Regions from separate parts of the Mus musculus genome. Here all the other regions are linked to region 4. A link is a contact called in public Hi-C and HiChIP or PLAC-seq data. All regions are on one chromosome and are shown on one strand. Each heading gives the region's core, a stretch centred on a gene start, on an enhancer-like site or on the middle of the called end of the contact. The rest is flanking DNA. Distances are from core to core; before and after follow the strand shown. Region 1 has its middle 36 kb from the start of Rassf10. Region 2 overlaps Tead1 (TEA domain family member 1). Region 3 overlaps Tead1 (TEA domain family member 1). Region 4 overlaps Parva (parvin, alpha).

Region 1 (5,152 bases), core at 2,532-5,031, 450 kb after region 4:
GTGAGTGGAGAGTGCATGCTCTAATGGCAAGATGCAGGCACTCCCTCCCTTATACAGCACAAGTCCCAGCCTCTGATGGGGAAGGCATAGGATTCCCCCCATCTTTAGCTCCTTCATTGCTCTGTTCTTCTCTGTTCTCTTCAGTCTAGAGAAAGGAGATGCCTCTTTCACCATGAGAAGGCAGTGCCTATGAAAGACAGAAGAGGACATCAGATCTCCTGGGTCTGGAGTTACAGGGAGTTCTTGAGCCAACAGGAGTACTAGGACCAAACTAGGGTTCTTTGCAATCTACTCCCAACCTCTGAGTCATTTCTCCATCCTCATTAACTATTTATTGGCACAATGGACCATTATGCAAGTATAAAGGACATGCATATTTGAACCCCATATATTGTAACTATGAGGAAGAACTCCTTGCTGTGATCTTGTTTACTAATCAATTAATGTGTGCATTCATGCACTAATGTATATGAGCACACATATCCATACATGCACACAGTGGCCAGAAGTTGACACTGGGTGTCTTCCTTTGTTGTTTTCCACCTTATTTTTTGAGTCAGGGTCTTTCACTGACCCAGGAGCTCCCTGGCCAGCCAGCTCTGGGGAGCCTCCTCTTTCCACCTCCACCCCACAAAGCGCGGGGGTTAAAGATGGTGCCACCAATCCTGGCTTTTACAAAGATGCCTTTACCCACTGAGCCACCACCCAGCTCATGCTGTCTGTCTTTAAATCCAGCCTTTTAAAAGTGTAATTTGCTCTCATTAGAAGTAAACAATGAGTTTGGAAAATTGCACTCAGTTGCATAACTGTCACCACATAAAGTACAGCACATATGCACCACCTACACCTAGAGCTTCCCACTTCTCTTCAAGCCATCCCCTCCCCATGACAGCCAGGCTCAGGCAGGCAAGCACTAGTTTGTGCTCTGTTCTTCTACTTTTGGCTTTTCTGGGAGTTCACGTAATCGGTGGCATGCGGCATGCAGTCCTTTCTGTTCGCTTCCTTTCACTCCCAATAATGTGTTTCAGTGTCATCAATGATATTTCTAAAAGCAGTAAGTAGTTCATTGCCTTTTCATTGCCAACAGTAGTGTCCCAAAGCGCACATGCACCACTGTTGAATCCCAGCTGACAGGCATTTGAGTTGTTCCCAACTTTTGGGCTTTAGTGTATCCTGCTGCTGTGAGAAGTGTCTGTGCTGAGCCTTTTTGTGGACATGTCATTGAGTCATTGGCAATTGTGTCTTTGTAAGAGCTTGTCCCTTTATTTCTCCACACAACTGTGCCATTCCCCATGGCCTCCAGCCATGGATGCCGCCTTTGGAATTGGTAGTTGTCATTCTTCACCATTTAGCCTTCTGATAGGTACATAATAGCATCTCTTTGTGGTTTTAACTTGAACTTCCTGGATGACCTAGTGAGACCCAGTGCTCTCCATGTGCCCCTTAGCTACTCGTTTATCTTAGGAAGTGACCCCCTCGAATCTTTTCCTCATATTTATTTCTTTTAGTCATTGAGTCTTGGGAGGGTTTGATATAGTCTGGATACAAGCCTGTTTTTGCATAGATGCCTTGCCAATCTTTTCTCCTTCTCTGGCTTGCCTTGCAGTTTCTTAGCTTGACCATTTGAGGAGCAAAAGCCTTAAATCACAATAAAGCCTGTTTTATCTTTTTAAAAGATGTGATTCCTCTCCTCCTCCCCCTCCTCCTCCTCCTCCCCCCTCCTCCTCCCCCTCCTCCTCCTCCTCCCTCCTCCTCCTCCTCTCCCCTCTTCCACCTCCCTCCACCTCCTTCTTCTCCACTTTCCTCCTCCTCTTCCACTCCCCCCTCCTCCTCCTTCCTCCTCCTCTTCCTTTTTCTTCTTGAAACCTCATTTTAATCTACCCATGTGAATACATGGGAATTCATTCGACTTGTGGCCTGACTCTGTATCCACCATTTGTAAAATTGTTTATTAAGTTGAATAGCTTTTTGTAAAGAATTATAGGACCTTGTCATCTGCAAATTTAGACAGTTTGCCTCTCCCTTCACAATAAAAGTGTCTGTCTGCACCCCTTACTTTTAACACAGGATCTGACCCTGCTGACCTGGAACTCCTGTGCAGCCCAGCTCACTTGTTGCAATTCCCCTCTGCTCCTGGGATGCTGCACCTTCATGCCCACCTTCACTGGGGCTTTCTCCACTGAATTCCAACTAGCCTTATTTTGTAGCAGTGGCTTCTTTCTAAGGTGTTTTTGTCCTTAGCTGAGACGCTTCCTCTCTTCCTGAGCATGCTCGGTTCAGGGGTCAGCCAGCGGCAGGATTGGGTAGCATTTAGAGAGGGCTGGGGACAGGGTGTCTCAGGCTCCCAACCTTCCTGGTCTGTCAGCTGTCATCGTTCTGAATGCAACCTTCTGTTTCAGGGACCAAAATGATGGCTGCTTTTCACCAGTCCCAGCAGTAGCTCATACACCACTGGGTACCCCCAGGCTCAAAGAGCAGAAGCAGGGAGGGATCACACTTCAGTAACATCTCTGCTTCATGCCTGGCTTTTCCCAGAGCCTGCCTACTGGCTTCACTCTTCAGTGCTGTCGGATAGCTGCATTTCAAGTGGCGTCCACCCAGCAGATGTGTCTGTAATCATTTCTGTGAACAGAAGTCTTACTGAGTGAACATTGTATCAGTTCCCTTGATGTGGGAGTTACATTGTCTTTTCCTTTTTATAGTTGCTGAGTCTTCTCATGAGGTCAGTCTCGAATCTAGTCACAAAGTAAAGGGAGTTTGGATTAATTTTTGTCAGCACATCTGGACATTTGGGCACAGAGGTGGGAATGAGGTTAGAGGTCACGCTGTGCTTGCATACCCTTCTCTCTTTCTATTCAGGAGGGCCATAGTCCAAGATTCTCATTGACTGTGTGAAACCGCAGTTTCAAAGATGTCCTAATTATAGCATGACCACAGAGTCCCAGAGTTGATGGATCCTCCCACACTTGATGCTCTCTCTGGTGCTCCAGGATGCTGTTAAGTAGAGTTAAGGTGACTTGAGCACAAGCATGGAGATATAGCAGAGTTAGGGTGATGGCTTACTAAGTAACAAACGGTTAGGTAGTATATACACTGTGGATGCCCTGGACAGAGGGAACAGTCATGCCCCAGGGAGGATGGAGCAGCTGGAGATTGCATCACAGTGTTCAAACTGGGATGTAACTTAAAACCTCATGAGTCGATTATTTGTGAAATTGTCCGTTTGCTCTTCTCTGACTGCAGCTGATGGCAGGCAACAGACTCAGTGATTAAAAACCACAGGGTGGGGGGGGGGGGGCAAAACCACCAACAGAAATGGACGACTGTCGTCGGCTGTACGGAAATATTTATTGGAAAATAATACGTAATGCACATAATGGCCTTGACGTCAGTGAGCACATTAATGGGAAACAAAGAGGCAGAGAGAATGGAGAATGGAAAGTTAGACAGAAAAAAGCAAAGATGGAAACAAACAGACGGAGAGGTGGGGGCGGAGGGAAGGGAGGGAGGAGGCAGAGGAGGGAGAGTGAGAACGGTGACCACAGAGAGCCCTAGGACAAAGAAACAAGGCTAAGGGCTTTTTCACATGGCCACAGAGATAGACACGGAAGATGAGCCCTGGCGCTAGGTGGAGTGTGCGCATGCCCAACCCTTGCCTGTCCTGTCACTCAGGAGCTCTGACCTTGTGAGCTTTCCTCCCTCCCGCTCCTGTGACAGCTGCCTGTCAGTCTGTGTGGCCAGGAGACGTTAAGAATAGAAGCTGTGCAGAAGCCAGGGATTCTCTGAACCAGCACAGTTGATTTTGTGATGCCCTCAGGTCCAGTCTGAGGGAGGCTCGGTGTGCGCGGTCCCTGGGTGCTTATGCCTCCGTCTGGAGCCTGCGTGATTTCCCACTGCTGCTAATCTTGAGCTTCACTCCCCTTACACATCACCAGTTCCCCGAATCCACTCCAGGCTGCCCCACCTCACTGCCAAGATTCCCTCACAGAGATGCCCGCGCCATGCCCCGCCCCCACCAACCCTCCTGGCGTCTTTCTGCGTCGTCCTTTTTCCTTCTTCCCCAGATGTACACCGAGTTACCTTGTAGCAGGTGACAGCAGTGGGCCCATGGTCTCTTTTGGAATAATCTCTCGGAGAATTTTGTTAAGTGAATTTTCTCACCCTATAGTCTTAAGTCTCCTCTGTCCTCAATGTAGCTTTCTCTGTTCAGAATTGACATCTGAATCTCTGCTGGACCAGCGCCTAAGACTGAATTGACTCCCAGGGCCTGGACGGGGGTACTGAGATTTTGCCTACCCCCCCCCTCCCCGGCCTTAATAGTGAGTTGGAAAGAGGCTGGATTTGTGATAGAGTCTGCTCGAGAGAATTCTGTTTACAAGACCATCCTGTTAGGGAGAGACTTACCTCCATCTACTATCTTGCAACGTCTGGAAATCCTTCAGGGGATTAGTGGCCCAGGAGTTTAATGTCAGGAGCAGGTAGAAATGAGGACATCCTAGTTTCAGGGCATAAGGCACAGGTGGACATAAAGATGTCACCTTTATAAGTGCCCAAAGCTTAGCTTAATACCATGTTTTAAAAAGAAAACCTCCTGTGTTTCTTTTTAAAGGTTTTGTCTTTGGTGTGTGTGTGTGTGTGTGTGTGTGTGTGTGTGTGTGTGTGTGTGTGTGTGTGTGCATGTAAGAGAGACAGAGACAGAGATACAGGGACAGAGACACAGAGAAACACAGAGACAGACAGAGACATAAAGAGACACAGATACAGAAAGACAGAAGGGGTAGATGGAGACAGAGAGAAGAGGGGAGAGGGAGGCAGAAGGAGGGGTAACACTCATGGAAATCAGGGGACAACTTGCAAGGTCACACATTTTACCAAGGTCTTTGGGCCCCTCAGACTATACAGTCAGGCCTGGCACTACCATTTCTGGGGCTATTTTCAGAGAAGTAGAGCAAGTTTTGTATGGCTGGGCCACCTGGGGCCACAGGGTTCTTGGAAATTAAAAAAATAAAACCAAACCAAATCAAACCAACCAACCAAAAAAAAAAAAAAAACAACAAAAACCCACTTTAGTACGTTCCTCTTGTGGACAGCAGAGGGCAGCAAACTGCCATGTCAACACTCCTGGAAGCCGGCGGCTTGGATAGAAGAGACT
Region 2 (5,271 bases), core at 1,362-3,861, 340 kb after region 4:
TTCAGAAGTAGTAGAGTTCAATTCAGTCGTCTTCCACAAACCCTACTAGGAAATCGGGTCACCATACACACAAAGACAATTCTAGAATCTTATCTTACATTCCATATACAGAATATAGTTAAAAATGGGTTGTAGGGCTAAGTAGGATCTCTCAGAAAAACGTTGTACCGAATCTTTATGACCTTGAGGGAGTGAGAGTGCTTAGATAGAAAGCTAGACCTGGAACTACCCATCTTCCTTCTGGGATATTTGCTATATATTTATTTTGCACAACTGAATGTGTATTTATGAGGGGTGGTATGCATGCCACAGTCATGTGTATAAGTCAGAGGACAATTTGAAGGTGTCTCAATTTCAATCAGGCGGTTAAGCTTGACAGTAGGCCATTCCCCCCCCCCCCAAAGTGTGTATGTATATATGTATGTATGTATGTAGCACTCATTGGAGCTGTCTGGGCTATTCTAGACTTCTGTCATACTTTAAAAAAAATTCATGAAGCCTTTCTGGAGAATTGTATATTGGATTACATTTTTTAAATGTTATCTGTGAATTCCCAGAGTATGGGGATCCATGGTATCTTTGGTTCTTTGGCAAAGATTATATGTGTGATTTTCAAGATGTTATGAGTGTAAATTGGATACAGCCCAAACAAATAAGTGATCGAGACGGGATAAAAACTAGTGTGGATTCAGAGTGCGTCTCACCTCTCAGCTGCTCAAACTTCAAGCTCATCACTTGATGTCATGCAAGAGAGAGAAAGAAATTATTTTTCCTGTAGGGCTGCTTTAAACATGAACTGGAAGAAATTTTGTTTAAAGGGTTAGTGCTGGGCCTGGCAGATAAAAACCCATTATTCATATTGCTGAGCAGTCGGGGCTCAGGTTCATGGGCTTGGGGATCAGAGCCTAGGGGTTTCTGACTCAAGTCACAGCTCCCATGTTTTTCCTTTTTAGAATGCACTTCAAAGGCCGTAGCAAGTTCTCCTGTCACTGCAGACTTGATTTCCTTTGGGCTGTAGCTATCCCCATAGCTTAAATTCATAGAGTAACTAAAGCCCAGGAGGGAATTCTTCTCAACCCTCTGTCTCCGAGAATCCCCTTGGTGGGGTTGGGAGGTGCCACTCTTGTGATCTGTTGTTATTGTTTTGGAGGCTGTGAACCTTCTGGGTAGAACCCAGTGGAGTTTCCTGAGTGCAGAAGAATTGAGTGAATCAAATAATAACATTTAGACTCATTATCTCCAGTGACATACGACTTCCCCGGCGTTATCACTCAACCTGTATAGTCTGACTCCAGCTAGCCTGTGAGTTCTCAGTGGGGTACTGCACCTTCTGATTGTCTGTCTGCATCCCTTGCATAGCAAGGAGACTGTCCTGGCATTTTCTGAGTATCATAGATGAAGTAATAGGCTCACATCTGTGTCAAATTCAGAGCCTTAAAATTAAAAGTCTCTTCTTTGTGCTTTCAACTGTGCTGGAGCAGGATAGCGTGATCAAAAAGGAAAGCCATGTAAATGAGGGGCTTGGGGACACTGCTCTTCAGGGAGGGTGGGGATTTGAACTTGGATCTGCAAACTCTGGGTCCTGAGGTACCCACTTCTCTACCTTGCAGCTTCTTCTGGAGACTACAGGAGGCACCAGAAAGGTGAAGATTACCCACTTCCATGTTCAGTGAGAGAATGAGGCAGATCTGAGGTCCCATTTCTCTGAGCCCTGGATAAACTCTCATGGACATGCTATTTTGTTGTAGGCTCTCTTTGTGTCATGGTGACTTGGGTGGATGCTTTGGTCCCTCCCCCACCCCTTTGGCACAGACTGTTCTATCCCAAGCCAGTGAGGCAATAAATGAGAGAAAATGACCCTTCCTGGTCATAGAAAGTGGCAGCTGGTGAAACCTGAAGACTGTGTGTTCCAGAAGGAGAGGTGGCCACAGTAGAGTGTGAGGCTCTACTCACACACTTTGCCTGAAGAATGTTTACCTTCTTCATGGTTGTCAATAAACGGTCCTGCAAACCCAACCTTGGCTCTGTGTATGTGTCTCCTGCCTGTGTGCCTGTGTAGATGCCCAAGGTCCATGTTGGGTGTCTTCCTTAGTGGCTCTCTGACCTTATTTTCTGAGCCTGAGTATCTCATAGGGCTAGAGTTCACCATTCAGTTAGACTAGCTGGCCAGTGAGCTCTGTGTGTCCTGTCTCAGTGCTGGGATCTGGGCCTCACTCCCACACCACGGGTTAGGTGCTATGGATTTGCTAGGTCCTTCTTTCTGCCTGAACCATCCCCCTAACTCCCAGCTTGACTCTTAAGGGCAAAAGGTGCCATTGCTCCAGGGCCACTCCATGGATGGAGACCTTTTCCTGGCAGACACTTGATTCACAAGGACGCTAATTATCCCTTCTTCCTCCGGCGGCTCCTCAAACAATCATCCCGCTTGTTTAGTGCACAGTGTGGTGTTGGAGAGTTTGGCCTTTTTGTTTAACTGTATGTTCATATTGTTCTTTATGTACTTAGTTTATAGCTTATGCAGCAGACATTCCGGTCAATTAGCTTCTTGTCCTGCAAACTGGGCGCTGCTGGGCTCCTTTCTTCCTATGCTGTGTGGGTTGGTTTCAAGTTACAGGGTTTTTATTGGCTCCTCTTTGCTGAACCCTGGTTTCCAAAGCCTGGTGTTTATGAGCTGAGTTTCTTAAAGGTACAGTTTCCTTTTTTTTTTTAATGAGTTGCAATGCCTAGCACATTTGAACAACAAAAATGAGGATATGAGGTGTATTTGGAAGTGTGTGTTGTATGTCTGTGTTTTAAAAGGAACATTCATTAATAAAAATTTTAAGTGAAAGCTAGGAGGAAATCGGCTCAAGTAGTGGATATAACCCTACCTCCTACTCACAGCCCCATTAAAGACAGACTCTCACGTATTATTCTGGCTGGCCTTCATTTGTAGACCAGGCTTACCTCAAAACTCCACAGAATGGAGAATGATCAAGAAGACATATGGCATTTGGGTCTCCATATACATGTACCTATATACATGCAACACACACACACACACACACACACACACACACACACACACACACACACACACACACGACTCTAAGTGAATGAGTCTCACCTTGGGTTTTTTTCTCATTAGTTTCAGTCAGCCCAGGAAACCTTCTTCTTGATTTTCATTTTTTCCTGTTCACTCCACATCTATCTTCTCTTTGGTAGGATTCTTGCCTTTTGTTTTCATCTTGGGTTTTTGGAACCTGCCTCAAACACTTGGGAGCAAGATGGAGTAGAATGAGCTGCTTAAATTCTGTTTTGTATTAGGCACCAGTTCTACAGATGATACCATTATGGAATGTACGCAGCATCACTGAAAGTTTGTATTGCTGTTTAAATATTGGAAAGAAAAATTTATGTTTTTCCCCCCTTTTCACTTTCTGGTTGATTGTTTGTTTTGACACAGTCTGGTGTAGCTCATATAGCTGAGATACTGGCCTTGAACTCACTCCTGCTCCTCCCATCTTTACCTCCCAAGTGTTGAGATTGCAGGTGGGCACCGCCATGCCCACACCATGCCTTCTGATGCCTTACTACCTTCACTTTGTTGATGCTGGTGAGTGTGTCATAGTGCAGGTGCATTTGGAGGTATTGTTTCAGGGTTGTCCCCCCAAACTGAAGCACAGCACACAGCATTTTACACTGGTCTATTTTGAGCCAGAATAATACCCAAGTTTCTACACGATAGTCTTGGCTATACCATTGACTTCCCACAGTTTCTCATGGTACCCAGCCCAGAAAATCTATGAGAATTTAGGAGTTACTCATCCCAGCATCTCCTTTCTATTCCCTTGTAAGTTCTCTTTGAGTTTCACTCATTGGGGGAGACTCTTACCCATCTCACTGGGGACTGCCCTGGACATGGAAGGTAGGTTGGAGGTGATGATACAGAATTCTTCTGAGTCATTAATGCCAACTGTGATTGGAGCATAAGGCACGTCTCATCCCAGTGCCTTTGTGCTGAGGGTTTGTTCTTATTCTTGCTGATTTTGAATATAAATTGGTAATGTTCCTTAATGCCCTTCTAGATTTGTGTTCACTAAGCTCCGTTGTTGCACGAGAAATGATGAGGTATGAACGTGAGGTCTGCAGCTCCTTACCACCCCTTGGTAGACAGGATTCACAATGTACAAAACACTGGAGTCAGCGTATTCCAGTACTACCCTACCCCGGTGTCTGTACCTGTCTTGTTCTTACACAATTCCTGAGATAGGAACATAACATACGGTGTTACCATCAGATTGCAGAGACCATTTCCAGTTCTCTGAACCACCCAGTATGGCAGCCAAGGGCTTTTAATGGACAGTTTGGATGAGGGAGAGGTTTGCTGAGATGGGTTTGTGGAGGTGTCTTGAGATTGAGCACTCAAGAGGGCTAGGCCCTGGAACATAGATAAAGTCCGGGAGCCAATAGAGAAAGGATGTGCAAAAGCCCCGCCCCTGTGCTCTGTGAATCAGGGGATTATCCTTGGAAACTGAACAGAGTCTCAGTGAATGATGTCCTGGTTGAGGGTGAGAGAGATGAGCTAAATGAGGGCAGAGGCCAACCCCATTGGCAGGAGCAGCCAGTGGATAGACAATGTGATCTGCAGGTGGGGAGACCTAGGTAGGTTTGAGGGGACTTGGCTCACTCTTCACATTTCTTGCAAATTCTACTGCTTATTTCATTAACATCTTTAGTGGATTCTGTTTTTTTTTTTTTTTTTTCCTTCTTTCTCTACGTAGCCCTGGCTGGCCTGAAATTTGCTCTGTAGACCAGGCTGGCCTCAAACTCAGATCTCTCTGCCCCTACCTCCCAAGTGCTGGGATTAAAGATGTACACCACCATGGCCCGCTTTTTAGTGGATTTTAACATGTTGTTTCTTGCATTCTGGTATCATTCATTTAATTTCTGAATTCATGGACAAGCTGCTCAGCTCTTTATTTCTCAGTTTATGTTGTCCATTGCTTTGCAGGAAGTAAGACAGCTTCTCCCTGATGGTCTTGGCTGTCCTACTGGGTGCTCTGCTGCTGGCCTGCAGTTTTGATAATAACATCCTTAACTTCTGGGCTTTGTAAGGACTCAAGGCTGAGACTTGGTCTCTCCTCATCATCAGACATGGGGAATGATGCTTCAGGTCCCAGGGCCTTGGCCCAGAGGACAGTGCTGGTCTCTCACCGCTGACTGAACCCTTTATTGTTAGATACCTCCTGCTTTTGTGATTTAATCAAAGCAGCCTGCATTGTGTTCTCT
Region 3 (4,917 bases), core at 1,903-4,402, 420 kb after region 4:
GATGACATTTACAGAGGAAGTGAATTTTAGCACTTAACTCAGTAAAGAATGCAGATAAAGCTAGTATCTCTGAGAGGATCTCAGATTTCTACTTCTAGTCCTACTAAAACCCAAGAATGTCGAGATTACTTGTGTAAAGAGAGCTGTATGTTTCCACCTTATAGCCCAAACTATTCATAAGATCGTTTAATGTAATGAAACCTTATTCTTACACGTAATTGGAGTAATGAGCTGGGGGCTGGCTGGAGAGATAGCTCAGCTGCTAAGAGAGTCTGCTGCTCTTACAGAGGACTAGGGCTCATATTTCTGCACCTGCATCAGGTGGCTCACAACCTTCTATAACTCCAGCTCTAGAGGATCTGACACCCCATTCTGGCCTATGAGTGTACATGTGCATGCACACACATATACTAAAAGAAATCTGCATGCATGTGTATAAACACACATAAAAGTAAAATCTTTTTCCTTTTGAGAGGTAGGTGTCACCTGGCTGGCTGGCCTCAAACTCACTATGTAGACCAGGCTGCCCATGAACACACAGAAAGCCCCCTGAGTCTGTCTCTTAGTCTTAGGATTAAAGGCATGAGCCACCATGCCCAGTCCAAAATACAATAAATCTTTATAAAACTTGTAGATGTATAATTATGTATCTTCTTGCCAGGCATAAAAAATTCCAATGTCCATTTAATAAGTTGTTTTCCTTCCACATCATTGTAAATAGTTACATCTTAGGAACTAAGATATGTATTACCCTATTTCCTTTTTTTTTTAAAGATTCATTTATTTTTATTTTATGTGCATTGGTGTTTTGCCTGTAGATATGTCTGTGTGGGGTGTTCCAGGTCCTTGAAATTGGAGTTATAGATAGTTGTGAGCTGCCACGTGGGTGCTGGAAGTTCAAACAAGATCCTCTATTCTCCAGCCCCTTTACTATATTTTTAAATAATGCTTTTTTCACTATAAATAACAATATGTTCATGCTCACTTAATTTTACATAATTAATTATCATGTAACCTTGACTGCCCTAGAACTCACTATGTAGATTAGTCTAGCCTTGAACTCATGAAGATCTATCTGCCTTCTTCTGCCTCCCAAATGCTGGGATTAAAGCTATATAACACCATGCCTGCATAACCACTTTTTAAAGGAATTTAAAAAGTGAGGTTAATTTGGGAACCATACAGATGTCAGAGAATTCTGTGAACCTGAGAAAAGGTGAGTCAGTTATCTGACCTGTAGAAGCCACATAGAATCTCTTCCTTTGGGAGTTGCCTAGAGCACGCTGGGAGAATCCCTCTGCCAGCTGCTGGCCAGTCCTCAACTGCGTTCTCTCCTGGATCATTGGGCTGTGTTTGCTAGCAAAACTGAGGACAGGGTGCAGCCATTCCTGTGTGTGTTTAAACATTATCACTGTCTTAGGAGAGCTGCCACTGAACAGAGGGACAGACAGGGACAGACAGAGGGGCAATGTCCTTCCCACACTTGTTTTGTTTTTTGTTCTTGTTTGTAGTTCCATTAAAACCGAGTTGACACCCTTAGTCACAAAGGAACCCTCTAGTCTGTTGGATGCTCAATCAAGATCCATTATCACCACTCTGTCTCACATTTAAAAGTAGGGGGCTAGAGAGAAGGCGGCTTGGAGCGTAGCAGTTGAAAGCATGAACTGCTTCTCCAGAGAACCAGAGTTCAGATCCCAACACCCAGTCGGTGACTCAGCACCACCCGTAGCTCCAGCTCCCACAGATCAAACACCCCTGGCTTCCCTGTACACCTGCACTCATGTACGCAGTCGTGCATGCACACAGTCAGGAAAAGAATAAAAATTATAATCTTTTGAAAGTAATACAAGTTAGTTACAAGTAATTCAAGAAGATAAAAGAATACGATATAAAATGTGAGACAGACTCTAGGCCCAGTTACCTGTCAACCCAGTCTGAGGGTTGTACATGGATGGATACAGTATTTGTATACAATTAGGACATTTTCTTACAGCAGTCAGCATTTGAGGATATGTCTTAGTTTTTGTTCTTTTTAGTAAAGATGACTCATTAGCATTAGTAGAATTATTGGGGGAGTAACTAACACTGAGGCCTTCCCATTTAAATTTAAATCCCAGAGCTAGTGTCTATGAGATCACTGGAACGCTTGTGTACCAAAGTACTGGTGATGTGTATCTGCCATGCAGGTTTCACTGGGTAACCTATAGCTTATTCACGTACAGCTGTTATTTCACTGTGTGTGATTGGTTGCCTGGTGGTTGTTGCTTATTTAAGAGGGACATTTCATGGATGGAATGTCCCTCTTAAATAAGCAACAACCTGGGAAAGTGGCAGCATTCTTTGTACACTGATGAACTAGGTAAGGTCAGGCCACCTCCGCTGGACGCCCAGGACTTCATTACCTGGCTCAGTTGGAAAGCAAGCAGTCTGAACAGAGACTTAGTTGGTAGGGCTAAGACCTTGAGTCTATGACAGTTCCAGCCTGAAGCCTACAGTGGGTCCTTACCTGGAGTTGTGTGGGTAATATTAATTGCATTTTTGTAAATGAATACTTGCATTGGTGGGAAATTTGCAATGCAAACAGACAGCCTTTTCAGACGAGGCTTATTGTAATTAGAGCAAGCTTTTAAGATTCTTTGAAGTACTGAATGTTTATGAAATTCAAATGGGGGTGTGCAGTCTGCACAATAAAGGGTCCCGGTGGTGTTTTTAAAAATCGTCTATTTTGTGGATGTAAATATATGCCATAATTAGTGGGAAGTAAGTTGAAGAGCTAGGCTGGCTGAGTTTATTCCTGTTATTCTTATTTAAAACAGCTGTGGCCTCTGCTTCAGTGGTGTTGTGTCAGGGCACACAGACTCCAGTGAATGGCTGCACTCAGGGGCCCACTTCCCTGCTGGCAGCCCCTTCCTTCCCTGTCCCCATAGGCAGGCTGTCTAACTGGAGCGGTGTCCAGCACAACGCAGGCCTCCCCTGCCCAGACCCCTGAATCCTGTGGGGTGGGCATGCAAATGAAGCAGTGTGGGAGGGCTCTGGGGCTGCCAGCTCTCTCCAAACCTACCCCCTCGCTCCCTAGTTAAGCTCAGTCTCTCAGGGCCCCTTTGCCCTGTGCAGAGCAATTGTCCTTTGGCGCCTGTGGGAGCAGCTGCAAAGCCCGCAAGGCGTGCCCTGCCTGGCCTAGCCTCACCATGTGGCAGGCCTGGACAGCCGCCCACAGCAAGGCCCAGCTCCTGGTGCCGCCTGCCAAGCAGCCAGATGCTGCCATTGGGAAAAAATTGCTTCACAATTTGAAATCTTGGTCCTTTGATCATGGCTCAGAGAGGATGCAGAGGGGAGATTCAAAGTGGTGGTTTGAAAACGGCCCATCCATCAGTTCCCATTACACTGGCTCTTGTCAAGGACAGTCCTGGATGGTTTTCATTTCTATAACCTCATAATTCCTGCCCAGCCCTCTGCACACTCAAAAATGAAGGGAGATAAGTTGGAAGGGTATGTCCACAGGCTGCCCCTGCCCCTTTATGTCTTTACCTTAGGGGTTCTCTCCTTACTCACCCAGCAAGCTTTGCCTTGTTAGCCTGTGACACCGCCAAGTGTCCTTTCTATGTGGGCTGTCAGCTCCCTTGTAGCCAGTTCTCCAGAGGCCACAGGGTTTGCAGGGACAGTTTCTCTGTCCTTGGCCCTTTGCCCTGTCCCCTCTTCAGGGTCTGGATCCCACACACCTAGACCAGGCTTCATTTTAAAGATTTTTTTTTTCTCCCTACCCAAGACAGGGTTTCTCAGTGTAACAGTCTGACTGTCCTGGAACTCTCTTTGTAAACCAGGCTGGCCTTGAACTCACAGAGATCCACTTGCCTCTGCCTCCCAGGAGCTGGGATTAAAGGCATGGACTACCACACTGGACTGATAATTGCATTTTTCATGTTTGCCCCAAAGCACAGGTCTCCCCCCCAACCCCTAATCCATGAAATTGAACAGTGAACCATAGCTTTGAATAAATAGGTATATTGAATAAGAGGACAATGAGGAGAAGCCATGCCTTAAGTGTCTCATGTAGCAAAGGCTGGCTTTGAACTCCTGATCCTCTTGCTTTTGCATCCCATGTGTAGATTATAGGCATGTGCCAACATTCCTGGTTTATGAAGGCAAAAGACTAAACCTAAATCCTCATGCATAGTAGTCGAGCACTCTCCCGACTGGGTTACATCCCCAGCCCCAGCGGTATATTTTTGTTGGTATATTTTTGTTTGTTTGACCTGCCTTTGACACCTGCCTCTGCCCCTACCCTGCTTTCCAGAACTTGCCTACAAACAGATCTTGGAGCCTTTAATCCACTCAGCGTGTTAGTAACTTCTTTTTTGTTGGTTTCTGGAGGAAATTCCATAATGTGTCTCTGCTCATGACTTGTGGAGAGTGGTGGGTTTGTATCTGTCTGAGTAGTTACACCTTATATGCCAGATGTGTCATGGAACTCACAAACCAGGGAAGCATCCTGCTTTGTTTACCTGGGAAAAAGCCAGCCTGCTATTTGCACCCATGTGGACTGAATTGATGGCCATCATCATGTTTATTGATTGTACTGGGGAAGGTGTCTGTAGATAGGACTTGAGGCTCTGTCCTGGTCAGTGTTTTGGTTGTGGAGTTAAAAGAAGTAGTGGCCGGTGCTTCATCAATACAGCAGCTTGCAGCTTGCAGCTTGCATGTGCATTGCTGTGCTCCAGTCCCCACTGCTCCACAGCAGTTGTTCATGTCACTCTCTCTGGTAAAGATGAGACATGCGAGGTCTCGCTGCCCGTGCCATTGTTCTGATGACAGAGACGAGGCAGTGACAGGTGAAGTGGCTCCTGGAATATCTGGACTAGATAGAAGAGAATCTAACACCGGGGGAGGCTTAACGAAAATAGATTTGTAATTTGAGCC
Region 4 (5,247 bases), core at 302-2,801:
AGTCTTTGGAGAGGGTCCTCTCCCCAGCTCTCCCTCTGCCACGTGGTCAGCAGCTGTCAGGAGGCGCTCTCCTTACACAGAGTGATGGAGCTCCTGCCATGGGCTGAAAACTGTGACACCAAGAATCAGATCAATCTTTTAGTTTTCTTTTCTTTACAGAGCTCTGGTTGTCCTGGAACTCAATATATATAGACCATGCTGACCTTGAACTCACAGAAATCTACCTGCCTCTGCCTCCCAAGTACTGGGGTAAAAGGAATACACCACCACACCCGACCTCAATCTTCTAATTCTTCTTTTCAATGTTTTTCATGGGTTATGAGAAGCTAGGGCAGTCCAGTAAGTAATGGCCCCTCCAAATTCCACATATTAATCCCTAGGGCCTTTCATGATGATGAGAAATTAACAGTAAAAGTCAAATTATCATTAAGGTAATCAATCGAGTGACTGTAGAAATAGAAATGATTTTGAATCATCAGGTGTGTGTGCCCACACTGGCAAGGGACCTTAAAAGTGGAGGAGAGGGACCTGAGAGCTACAGGGAGGTGTGGCCAGGGACGAGAGGTCAGAGATATGTGACAGGACAGACTGTAAACACAGGGTGAGGAGCCATGAGCCAAGCCATGTTGGAGGCCACCAGCACCTGAAAAAGGGAAGGGCAGAGATTCTCCTCAGAGCCTCCAGAAGAGAACATGGGCCTGCTGACGTCCTGACTCCAGCCCAGTGAGACCTATTGTGACTTCTGACCTCCACCATTGTGAAATAATGAATGTGCGTTGTTTTAAGCCACTAAATATGTGGTAATTGGTTGCAGCAGAAAGAGGAATACAAACAACATTTTTGTACCAAATATCCTTAACTGTAGCACATTCTGTTATAACCTTTGGCTGAGAAATTGTAAGTCTGGTTTTTTTTCCAGGTGTAGTGAGTGTTTTAAATCTTAGCACTTGGGAGGCAGAAGCAGATCTCTGTGAGTTCAACACCAGCCTGGTCTACATAGTGAGTTCTAGGCTAGATAGGACTCCATCATGAGAACCTGTTTCAAAAGGAAAGAGGAGGAGGAGGAGGAGGAAGAGGAGGAGGAGGAAGAGGAAGAGGAAGAGGAGGAAGTCTCTTTAGAGAGATTGCTTGCCAGGCTATGTGGAATGATATCATGCCTTTGGAGGAGTGACTGGACTTGCTGACATGTCCCTAGCTTCGAGGAATGCAGATAGCAAGCATTTTTCCAGGTGGCACACTGAGTCCTGATTTTAACTGACCATGGAGACCAGGGGAAGCTACAAAATTCAGGGAGCGTGGTTGGATATGCAGTCCCAGGACCCTTAGTCAGTATGGTCCAGGGACTGTGGATCAGGGATTGGATGGCCCTCAGACTGATGTGGGATCTCCTTTGTTCTGCCTGGGATTCAAGATTTAGCTTCCAAGCCTCCTGTGTGAAACACCCTAGCTCTTTTCAGCTCTCAGGAAACTCCCTCTAAGCCTTTCCCCTCCCTTAGCCAGGGCCCCAGCCAGCTGCTTCGCCTCCTGTGCTGCGGTTGTTTTCCCTTGACTAGCTGTCAGGCCGGTCTGCAGAGGGCCAGCCCAGCCTGTTCCAGGCGTACATTTGGGGCTCAGCCGTGGATACATTTGATTGGTTGTGGCTGGATCCAAGGGGTCCTACACAAGGCCTCTTGCTTTCTCCTTTTAGGGAAGTTGGTTCTCTCTTGCTTGTTTCTCCTCCTCTCTCTGGACGCATCACCGGCAAATCTCAATAGGGCCCAGTGCCCGCAACCAGTCTGTGATTCACGCTGAGCCTGCCAGATTGCTCACTCCAAAACCCGTGTCCTTCCTTCCCTGGACACAGCCGAGGATCCTCCACCACCACAACCATCTTAGCTTCAAATGTGAAAATAAAACAGGGGGAAAAATCACCGTAGAACCATTTTTAGTGACTCATCACATGGAACCTTTGTGTAAAACCAAGAGGCTCAGATGGCAGAGAGCTCACCCAGTTAGTGTACCCAAAGCCCTGGGTGCCACCCCAGTACTGCATAAGCCTGAGCATCGTGGTGCAAGCCTGTGGTCCCAGCACTCGGGAGGCCCAGGCAATGGGAAGTGGAAGGGGCAGAATCGGAAGCTGAAGACTGGCTTGACAGAATGGTAAAAGTACTTACTTACTATGAAAGCCTGTGTCCTGAATTCTGTCCCCCAGAACCCATGGTAGGAGAAAACAGACTCCAGAAAGTTCTCCTCTGATCTCCACATGTGTGGGCACATGTGTAATAACATCCATGTCACGTCACTAGGGCTTACTGGTTGCCAATGTAGCCTGAAAACACAACTCTAGGCTCAATGAAAGACTGTCTCAAAGGTTTTTCTTTCTTTGTTCTTTTAAAAGATCCCTTCATTTCTTTTCCTTTAGATATTTAGGTGAACAGTAATAATTTTAAAATAGGCTTTAATTTGTTTTTTTTTTGGAGAAGACTTGAATTTATAGAGAATATATGGGGCTAATACAGGGTCCTCATGTATATCTCATACCCTTCCCCCTACTGTAGACTCACGCTGGTGGGAGACCTTGGTTACAGTGGGTGAGCCAGTACTGATGCACAGCTTTCACTAGAGGACACACCCACACTTTGTTTGGATTCTCTTAGCTCTTCTTACCTAAGAACCATCTTTCTCTGCTCCGGGACCACATTTCCTTAGGTGGGCCCAGATTCCTAATCTCCTTGTGGTAGGGATAGGTTTCAGGCTTTCCTTGGTTCTTATATTTTCTTTCTAAAATTTTTGCCTTTTTTTTTTTTTTTTTTTGGTGTGATGAACATTTTTGGCCTGCTTGTATATCTGTGCGTCTTATTCATATAGTGCTCACAGAGGCAAAAAACAAAACAAAACAAAACAAAACAAAAAAAGTACCTGATCTTCTAGGACTAGGGTTACAGATGGGTGTGAGCCACCATGTGGCTAGGAATCAAACCCAGGTCCTCTGGAAGAGCAACAAGTGCTCCTAACCACTGAGCCATCTGTCCAGCCCCTAGAGCTTATATTTCCAGGAAGTTGGGTGCTTCTGATCATCTCCTCATAGTCAGGCTGCGTTGAGTTGGTGGGTCATGGATGGCCTACGTAGCGTCTGTGAAGTTGGAATCAAATGATGTATGAAGCCTACAGCATGCTTAGAAAAGTCAGTGCTGACACAATGATACACAAGGCTTTCAAGAAAGAGCCTTCTCCGTTTATCCCTGCATGTGTCACTGGCCCATTGTCACTCTCCCTCCTGAGAGCTTCTAGCTTCCTGAGCACTAGACTCCCCCTCCATGGAATGCCTTTCATTCTCTCTACCTGGCTCCCTTCTGAAGTCTTGGGAAAGATGGCAAGGTCTGGTTGACTCTTCACCTCTGCCCTCCTTTTGTCTCCACTTTCCCTGAGGCAACTGGTGCAGTCCCCAGGGCTTGCTTAGGGGTGTGGGACTGATCATTCTGTTATATGCTGGAAAGCTCCCTGGGAGCTTGCTACTCTTCTTCTACCAACACAGCCTGGTACCCAGAAGACACCAGAGGATAAGAAATGGATGGGACATTAGAGAAAGGTGTCATTTTCCAGGGCAGCCTCAAGGAACATGCAGGGTGCCAGCGGGTATGGTAATACATATCAGTGATTCACCTTTGAGTGGATTTTTTAAGGGTATTTTCTCCTTGTCCTAGAGTGTATGGCTGGGGGGTGTGAATATAGTACTGGCCACCAGGGGGCTCCAGGAGGCAGTTTAGCAGCCAGCAGGGGACGAAGGCTGGGGTGGTTTCTGCAGCCACCAGACTCCTGAAAGAAAGTGTGTCAAAAGAGAAGTCTGTTTTGCCACCGATGTGCCAGGCTCTGTAGCAAGGACAGGATGTACCAGCCTGTTCTGCAAACATGTGTAGGCCCCAAATGTCCTTTACCCCAGAGGTCTACAAAGAGGACAAAAGCTACCGAGAGCCATGAAATGACGCTGGTAGAGATAAATGAACTTATATTATGTGTGCGACCAGACCTTGATGAGGGCTTCCTGATTTCCTTCCATTTCAGTGTTTAAAGGGCTCATCTTGGTTTAGAAATTCCTAAGATCGAGATCACCACTGAGAAGTTGGAACATCGGCTGTCCTGAGTTCTGGGAAGACAGGGAGAGGAGTAGCTGTGTTAATCTGTGTGGTGGAGGTGAGATTAGACGTGGATCTGTGGAGTTTTATTCTTCCTCTTTCGTTGTTGATATTGCTATGGTCATAACGACCGTGGCCTTGGTGGATTTGGTTTCTGCTCCATGTTTGTTCTCCTTTGGATAGAAGGAGAATTGAACGAGCAAAATCCTTGGCTGTTCAGAGGGGAAACCAAGCCAGGACCGTTAAGTGACATCTCCAGACCACAGTCAGATCCTGCCTGCCTTCCAGACCTGAATTCTTTGCACATCCCTGAAGGATCTAGTCAAGTTGCCTGTTGGAAGGCCTTCCCATGCCCCAGGGAAGCAGAGGGCTATCACAGCAGGAGGTTGTGACAGGTGAACCCTTCATTAATAACAATAATAAAAAGAACAATTCTATCTTCCCTTTCTGGGGCCATGAGCTTCCTAGCATGCGCAATAGACAAAAAGGACAAGGGATGTCTGTCTGCTAAAATTGAACACTGTGTCCAAAGCTTCTGTAGCTTACGGAAAGTGCAAGCTATGGTAGACTCGACCTTGTGTACGGTTAAGAGGAGGATTCTTCCTATAGGGATGGGCCTGCCTCCACCACTCCAGCATGAGGCTTGAGTTAGTGAATGCTCGCCCCATGCTTGGCTTCGATGTGGGGGTCTGAGCCCAGGTCCTCAGGAGTGTGTGCAGCCACCATGTACCCCACCCCTCAGCATCTTCCTCTTCAGGGTTTGACTTGGCGGCATGTGATTTCACCTGCACAGGATCCTGCAATCTCGCCCATCCGAAGCCTTTGGGACGGGTGTGGTTACGTGAACTGCCACCTAGGCTCTAGGACATTGGCTGCCGGTTCCACTGTTTTTTCAGGATGAGATTCTCAATGGAAAAGTCCAGCAACAAACTGGAAGGTTGTTTGCCCCAGATGAAAGTCATTAATCCCCCACCCAGGGGTCTCTCACAAACAGAAAGTTTATCATTGTAGCACACAGCAAGTCTGCAGAGGAGGAAGACCTAAAGAGAGTATTCAGAGCCTCCTGGGCCTTTTGCCCCACACAACAGTCTAAAGCTTCAGAAAGGCCCCGAATCAGGCGCATGCTCTACCCCTG

The links. Hi-C and Micro-C count contacts between places; a contact is called where the count stands out from the background. HiChIP or PLAC-seq counts read pairs in DNA pulled down with a chosen protein or histone mark.
Region 1: a contact with region 4 is called in a Hi-C map of myocytes, with 2.6 times the contacts expected there. The contact joins two enhancer-like sites. A contact is called at or near these places in 1 of 15 datasets of contacts at CTCF or cohesin (stem cell-derived epiblast-like cells), 10 of 484 Hi-C or Micro-C datasets (the HL-1 cell line, the N1E-115 cell line, Sertoli cells and 3 more), 2 of 115 datasets of contacts at active chromatin or transcription factors (astrocytes and embryonic basal ganglia) and 1 of 9 other capture datasets (embryonic stem cells).
Region 2: an H3K4me3 HiChIP or PLAC-seq map of craniofacial prominence shows a contact between it and region 4, with 5 times the contacts expected there. The contact joins two enhancer-like sites. A contact is called at or near these places in 2 of 15 datasets of contacts at CTCF or cohesin (the NIH/3T3 cell line and large pre-B cells), 11 of 484 Hi-C or Micro-C datasets (3T3-L1-derived adipocytes, the HL-1 cell line, embryonic stem cells and 3 more), 12 of 115 datasets of contacts at active chromatin or transcription factors (the NIH/3T3 cell line, cardiomyocytes, craniofacial prominence and 8 more) and 1 of 9 other capture datasets (embryonic stem cells).
Region 3: a contact with region 4 is called in an H3K27ac HiChIP or PLAC-seq map of stem cell-derived neural progenitor cells, with 9 times the contacts expected there. The contact joins two enhancer-like sites. A contact is called at or near these places in 1 of 39 promoter capture datasets (embryonic stem cells), 1 of 15 datasets of contacts at CTCF or cohesin (the NIH/3T3 cell line), 76 of 484 Hi-C or Micro-C datasets (the 63-12 cell line, the AML12 cell line, B cells and 47 more) and 8 of 115 datasets of contacts at active chromatin or transcription factors (embryonic basal ganglia, embryonic stem cells, epiblast stem cells and 4 more).

Annotation. Positions count from the first base shown.
Region 1 is chr7:112,914,915-112,920,066 of GRCm38.p6, forward strand. No RefSeq gene overlaps it. Among named protein-coding and RNA genes, the nearest start is that of Rassf10, 36 kb to the right of the region's middle. Within about 2 kb of position 3,782, at least 51 of the 459 cell types and tissues checked have an H3K27ac peak or open chromatin away from gene starts, as enhancers often do. A contact at or near this core is called in muscle stem cells and myocytes, where this site is marked.
Region 2 is chr7:112,805,055-112,810,325 of GRCm38.p6, forward strand. The region is part of intron 2 of Tead1 (TEA domain family member 1); the gene reads left to right. Among named protein-coding and RNA genes, the nearest start is that of Tead1, 130 kb to the left of the region's middle. Within about 2 kb of position 2,612, at least 109 of the 459 cell types and tissues checked have an H3K27ac peak or open chromatin away from gene starts, as enhancers often do. A contact at or near this core is called in the HL-1 cell line, craniofacial prominence, muscle stem cells and 1 more, where this site is marked.
Region 3 is chr7:112,880,934-112,885,850 of GRCm38.p6, forward strand. The region is part of intron 10 of Tead1 (TEA domain family member 1); the gene reads left to right. Among named protein-coding and RNA genes, the nearest start is that of Rassf10, 71 kb to the right of the region's middle. Within about 2 kb of position 3,153, at least 111 of the 459 cell types and tissues checked have an H3K27ac peak or open chromatin away from gene starts, as enhancers often do. A contact at or near this core is called in the C2C12 cell line, cerebellum, embryonic basal ganglia and 7 more, where this site is marked.
Region 4 is chr7:112,466,245-112,471,491 of GRCm38.p6, forward strand. The region is part of intron 1 of Parva (parvin, alpha); the gene reads left to right. Among named protein-coding and RNA genes, the nearest start is that of Gm45998, 17 kb to the left of the region's middle. Within about 2 kb of position 1,552, at least 162 of the 459 cell types and tissues checked have an H3K27ac peak or open chromatin away from gene starts, as enhancers often do. A contact at or near this core is called in the C2C12 cell line, the HL-1 cell line, cerebellum and 10 more, where this site is marked.